Regions from separate parts of the Podarcis muralis genome. Here region 1 is linked to region 2. The links are chromatin contacts, called in public Hi-C maps. All regions are on one chromosome and are shown on one strand. The core of a region is the stretch at or near the end of the contact, and the rest is flanking DNA. Distances in the headings are between cores, read along the strand shown.

The links. Hi-C and Micro-C count contacts between places; a contact is called where the count stands out from the background.
Region 1: a contact with region 2 is called in a Hi-C map of tail, with 6 times the contacts expected there. The contact joins the promoter of DHX29 here to the promoter of SLC38A9 in region 2. A contact is called at or near these places in 3 of 3 Hi-C or Micro-C datasets (blood, tail and an unstated tissue).

Annotation. Positions count from the first base shown.
Region 1 is chr11:44,255,368-44,258,554 of rPodMur119.hap1.1, forward strand. It overlaps DHX29 (DExH-box helicase 29), which reads left to right and starts at 1,844. Exons shown (of 27, transcript XM_028748426.2): 1 at 1,844-2,178. The coding sequence starts at 1,977. MTREX (Mtr4 exosome RNA helicase) reads right to left here and starts at 664. Exons shown (of 27, transcript XM_028749105.2): 1 at 502-664. The coding sequence starts at 629.
Region 2 is chr11:44,060,531-44,063,911 of rPodMur119.hap1.1, forward strand. SLC38A9 (solute carrier family 38 member 9) reads left to right here and starts at 1,335. Exons shown (of 14, transcript XM_077936378.1): 1 at 1,335-1,577.

The sequences.
Region 1 (3,187 bases), core at 594-3,093, 200 kb after region 2:
TGAAATACTGTGGGGACAGGCAAGCTAACCCTTCAGGTGTCAACCTTCAAGTGAGGCTTCAGAGAAGATTATTGTGGGGGGAAAGGGAAAGGCTTCCACATGTGGGAAGCTCCGCTGGCGCCATCATATATCTTTAGGCGCCAGGCAAAAGCTTCCCTCTATAACCAGGCCTGTGGCCTTTTAGAAATTTGTGGGATATTTTTAATGTATTTCTTCCCCCCGCCCCCCGGCTGTAATGTATGGATGTGGGGTTTGTTTCTAAGTCGCTTTGGGGTGATGTGTGGTGCTCCCAAAACTTTATCCAGTTTGCAAAGAAAGTTAGCGATCCCCTATCACGGAGTAACGTTTAACAGGAACAGGGAACGGCAGCCTCCTCCTCTAGTTGTCTCTCAGGAGACTTCGAGGGCGTCCAACAACGCGCGAAACGGCACCCATCTCCATAGGGACGGTCGAACTTCGCCCTTCCGCCTCTCCTTCTCAATCTCTCCCCTGGGTCCTCACCCGGCCTTGCCTACAGCAGCGGCAGCGGCAGTCGCCTCAGCTGCCCCCTTCGCCTTCTTCGAGCCGGAAGCGGCGGCAGGTTCTTCTTCGAACACGCTGAACAGCTCGTCCCCAAAGGCGTCCGCCATCTTTCCCACTCCCCGGCAAACACACGCGAGAGGCACTCCCGCCACGCACCGCGCGCAGGACGATAGCGTCGTGCGCCCTAGAGCGGCCTTTTAGGCTGAACTTTCGGCGGACGTTGAAAGGGGCCCCCTGATCCTCAGAGATAAAAAAAATTGAGACACGCAGGGCAGCTTGAAGGGAGCTGCGTTATTCTGTTACACCAAAAGCAACAGAAAGGGGGTTTTTTTACGCCTTTTAATTTATACCTAAAGGGTATAAATAATAAAAGTATTAATATTATTTTATTTGGCTACATTTGCACACATTCTTATCTCTAGCTGAACTGTCACCGTCTGCCCTTCTTGCCTGGGGTTGCCTAAAGTATACCTTTAAAGCACATTTTAAACACAACCCATGAAAGAATTATGGGCACTGCAGCTGAGAAGCTGGGAACTGTATTAAGTGAAGGGTTGCTGAGAATTATAGCTCTATGAGGAGGCAAACAACAGTACGCAGATACTTTTGAGCGAAAAAATGGGCTTCGAATATACTGTATGGCGTTGTTGCTCAGCCTTATTCATTTTCCTTGCACGCCTCTGTTTAACACCACGACCACCTTTAAATCCAGTGGGGATAGGATCACAACTACTTTAGAATGTCTCCGTTTATTTCTACGAGCAGCTCTCCCATTCCGCCTCGCGGGACATTTAAAAATATTACAGTATTTCCATAGCTGTCAACCTTCCCTTTTTTTGCGGGAAATTCCCTTATTCCAGCGCCGTTTCCCACTGCTTCCCGCTGCTATCCCGGATTGTTAGATATCCCGTAGACTGTCCCCGGGACAGGTGATGCTGCTGATCCCTTATTTTCAAATCTGGAAGTTGACAGCTATGAATATTTCTTCTTTTTATGTCCAAGTTAACTTCCACCTTTCTTCCCCCAAGGGATCCTAGTGCGGCTCCCAATAAGAACCACGTTACAAGAACTGCGACACGTTGCACAAAACAATTAAAAATCAGCTGAGAACCAGAGAACCGCCTTACAACGACTCTTCACTTTTTATGTCTCTGTGCGCGTAGAGACAGAAAAGTGTTGTTGGTGGGGTTTTTTTTAAAGCGGAAGAGGAGCTGGGAAGGTGGGGAAGAGAGCAACCGGAAGTTCTCTTAGAAAACGGCAGGAAGTGGCGTGCGCCTTTGGGCGGAAGTGCCCGTAAACACGAGTCAAAAGCTTAGGACGTGCCCGTAGCTGCCTGCGGCCCAATCAGAGCGGCTGCCCCTGCGGGAGGCTTGCCGAGCCCGGATGCCAGCGGAGCCGGCGCGAGGTCTTTGTGCGGGTTCCGCGGCGGAGAGGGGCGCGCGCGGGCGTCGGGCATGGGCGGCAAGAACAAAAAGCACAAGGGCGGCAGCGGCGCCGCGGGGGCTGGGGCGGTCCATCCCGCCGCGGTAGCCGCAGCCCGGGCCAAAGCGGTGGGCGCCGGCGCGACCGAGTCCGGAGCCGCCGGCGAAGCTGCCGGCAAGAGAACCTCGGCGCCCCGCCCGAGCCCCGCTGGCAAGGACCCGCGCCTGAAGCAAGGTACCGCCGGGGGAACCGCCGGGTGCAGGGATCTCCGCACGCCTGCTCGGAAGCCAGCCCCACCGGCCTCCATAGGACTTACTCCCGCGTTGCGTGTCGTGTAGGATTTCAGTGGGCATCCATTAAGCTTTCGCTCTGCTCGTTTAAGGCAGAAATCCGACAGGTGAAGCGCTTTCCGTTGCTGCCTCCCCAGGCTGCAAGGAAGGTTGGGACGAGCCGCGATGGCTACTGTTCTCCCTCCGCTGCCTCTGAAGGCTGGTTGCTGGGAGTCACAAATGGGGAGATTGCTGTGGGGCTTGGGTCCCTCCTGAGAGCTTCCCCAAGGAGCTTGTTTGGCCGTTGTGAGGATGAAATGCTGGACCAGATCGGTCTTGAGCCTGATCATCTTACCATATTGCTTCTTGTAACCTGATTTTATACTAAGGATGCAGGCCATGTTTGAAAGCCCATATGTTTGGATTGCTGTCATGAGCTGTAGGTGGAGCTGCCACTGAAAAGTGCTCAGAAACTTCAGCAGGGCGCAAAGAACAGCAGTTGGGTGGTTGATCCAGGCTGGTCCTAGGGAGCAGGTGGCTTCCTTTTTAACAACAGCTCCACTAGCTACGGGTCTGACTCCAGGCACAGTTCAAAGTGCCTATACAGCAACCGAGATCCGGGCTATCTGAAATACCACATTCCCACATACAAACCTGCCCAGGTTTTGAGATCTTTAGGGAAGGTCCTTCTCTCTGTCCCACCACCCACACAGGCACGCTTGGTAGGGTAATGGAAGAGGGCCTTCTTGGTAGATGCTCCCAGATTCTGGCTCCCTCTCTGTTATCCTTCCACCAGCAGGTGAAAACCTTCTTATTCCAACAGGTTTTGGGGAAGTGACTGCTTTTAATAAAAGGGTTGGTGCTTTGCTGTTTTTATTATAATTATCTATGTTTTTAATCATATACATTAGTTTTACTTACGTTAATGTTTTCTAATGATTCGTGGAAAAGCTGGAGTATAAAGAAATATATAA
Region 2 (3,381 bases), core at 85-2,584:
AGCCCCTACAATCCAAAGACAATTGGAAAGCTTTTCCCATTTCCTCCCTCCTTGCAGAGAAATATTTGAGGTGAATTTGGGAGAGTCAAAATGGCTTCAGGATTGTTTTCCTGTACTATTTCAGACACGTGGTTTATATACTTACCGGTATATATGAGACCTTAGAATTCCTATAACTATATTATGCCTATATCGCAAGGGTGGGAATTAACAGTGGCATATAAAAACCCTGCAACATAGTTTGGCATTGTCATCTCCTTATTGCAAGCTGAATGGGGTGGAGGCTGTGTCACATAAGAATAGCCTTGGAATATTCCAGTTTCTATCTTAATTTTTAAGATGGTGGGGGCACTGACAGATAGCTGCTTACATTAAATAGCTGTTTATGTAACAGAGTTTTTAATATCTTAGTGAAGATTGGGAGAGGGGATGCAATCATCTAGTATGGGGGGGGGGGTTGAAGTAGATAAGCTGACAACTGGGGTGGGTGTGGGTGGGGAGAGTCTTTTCAGAAATGTCCGACCTGTATAGGTGAAATACATCTCCGCAACCGGTCTCCAGTACAACCCTGCACATTTCCCACATTATCAGGATTTCTTTCAGTGTTGTAGATGCATTTGGGAGCCTTGTGGCACCTAACAGATTTCCTTGCGCAAGCTTTCGAGGATATCGCAGGCCACTTCCGTGGTGATGTCCCAACCTGTGTGTGTATGTCCGCAATTCACATTGCGTGTGTGTGTCAAACTTGGGTCTTTGATCCGGTTGAAATAAAGCCTAGCTTCGCCAGTGTCTCCTGAAATCACCGCACAGGCGGTACATGCATTGAAACCAGAGAACACGTCAGAAGAGGGTTTTTTAAAAAAAATATATATATATTTTTGCTGGTTGAGAAGGATAGAATACATTCAATTTTACAGTATATTAAACTTCATATAATTTGAACATAGGAACGGACCAGGCAAAATAAATGACCAATTTCTGAAGCAGAAATTACAATTTGGCTGGTGCCATTATGAAACTGCTGGCATTTTATCATGTTCTTAACATAATATTGCCTGTCTATTGATGTCAGAAGAGATTCTGTTCCAAAACAAGTCCAGATGGCACATCTGGCAAGTCACCTTTGTAAGGAAAGGACTGGAAAATGCTAATCACTGTATCTGCCATCTCCCTCTCAAAATGAACGGGTTGCACACGCTTCGCACCTTACACAGGCGCGCCGCCCTGCGCTTCCACCCCTCCTAGCGGTGGGAAATAAGAGACCTTAAACTCGGAAAGGGAAGCTGGCGTGTGTCACTCTTGAGATGTTATATCTCTGCGGCTGGCTGGCTTAGCTCTATGGGCGCAGAGTGGGAGCCGCTCTATGTCGACATCTCTATGGTGGATCCCATGCTTCGGATCCCGTTCGTTTGTATGGCGGATGTGCCGATGGAGGACTGAGGGAGTCCGCTCTATCGGTGCTGAGAGCAGCAAAAGTTCTTCCTGTTTACAGCTTTCGACTGGAAATGACTCAAGCGAGGCAGCAGCCTCGTACCGGTGAATGGTGGCAGACTGAGATCAGGCGGAGCGGAGTCCAGGTACAGAATCTGCATTAGATTTCATTTAAACTTGTGTTAAATATATATATAATAATAACACACACACCCCGATCACCAGCCTTTAGACTGCAGTCCCTGTGCATCCTTACCTAGGAGCAAGGTCCGCGGAACTCAGCGAGACTTGCTACTGAGTAAGAGCGCGAAGGGGTCAGTTGCTCGTGTGATCAAGTGCCTGCTCTAATATAGCAGACATTTGCAAATAAATGTGTTATCGGTTGTCAGAAGAAGGCAACGGCGTCATTTAGCTAGAGAAAACAGGAGTCCGTCTCTTTCTTGCTCTCTCCTCAGTCAGATCTCAAGTTAAAAGAGATCTGCGGGATTTTGGTAGCGCAACAGAGGTTTTTTTTAAAATCGCTCCTTTATTTGTATGGGTGAAGGAAAAGAATCCAAGTTTGAAATCTCAAGTTCTGTTTGTGGTAAATGCTCCGCAGTAGCGACAACGTCAGCCTGTTGGCGCTGATGAGATTTAAAGTTTTATCAAGGGAACTGAAAACTCTGCCTATGGTGTAGCCAGAAGTAAAGAATTTTTAACTCCCACTAATTTCGGGAGAATGTTAAATATATCCCACGCTGCCCCATTGAAATAAATGGAACTTGAGCATCTTTTGTTTGGATAATCGTCCTTTAACAAGGCTGGTTTGATTCTTCTCGCTGCCAGTTCCTTAGATGCTTTACCCCACTGCAGGGTCTTTGTACCCAGAAATAAGCTTTGGGAACCCCCAGATCTTCAACTGCTGCCTCTCTGCATGTTTTGGGGAACAAAACTCCATATGAGGGTCTTCATGCCTGAAATGCATTGTAAGGAATAGGTTTTAAAAGCTTTGGCACATGGGAAATGTGGCCCTCTGTCCACCCCCCCCACCCCAAAAAAGCTGAGAGATCTTTTAGGGACAGTCTTCCAGCCAAGGGAATAGATGATCTGGGCAGGGGTAAGCATTTGTTTTTGGTCAAAGGCTACATTATATCAAGAGTAATCTGGCTCCTACAGATTAGAATTTCTGATTCTATGCAGGTTTGCTCAGAATTAAACCCTATTGTGCTTGATGAGGTTACACTCAAGTAAACAGAGAATTTTGTTTAAAATATATACAAAAAAGCAGAGCAGCTACTGTTCTGGAAATCAAATAAAAATAATTCCATGTTGTCTTTAGTGTGTTGCACATACAGATTATTAATTTATGAAAATAATCATGAATCACCTTTCACTCCAGAAGGGGGCACCAAGGTAATTTAAAATTTACAGAAGCCTACCCATTTGTTTTCAGACACCTATTGGTTTGGAGGGATATTTCTCCCAAAGCCATACAACTATGGAAAGAGTGTTTTTAAAATATTTTAATCAAATAAAATACTGTTATCTCCAATTGTTCTGAAGCTATATAGAAAGAGAACGAAAGCACTGTTAAGTATAAAATTACAGGGGAAACAGACAGGCAAGACTTTGATGGGGTGGAAAGCATGGGGCAGTTTTAGATGGAATCAGGGTCATCTGCCTGTGATTTAGGGTGTTCCAAAGCTTATTTTGAAGAGCAGATAATTGCAAACGTGTTTATTCAGATTGCGTACACACATCCGGTGTTGAACCAAGCAGCAACTTCCTCTTTATTTGAAACAACTGAGATTTTTCCAACTCAGATGTTGACCTCAGTTTTATGGATTATGTCAGTTAAACTTTCAGATACTATTGTGAAGATTATGTACTAACATACTTAACATAGTAGAGGATTAGAATGTATTCAAAGTGAACATTATTAAATGCAAATCAGGAACAGACCTACAGGAT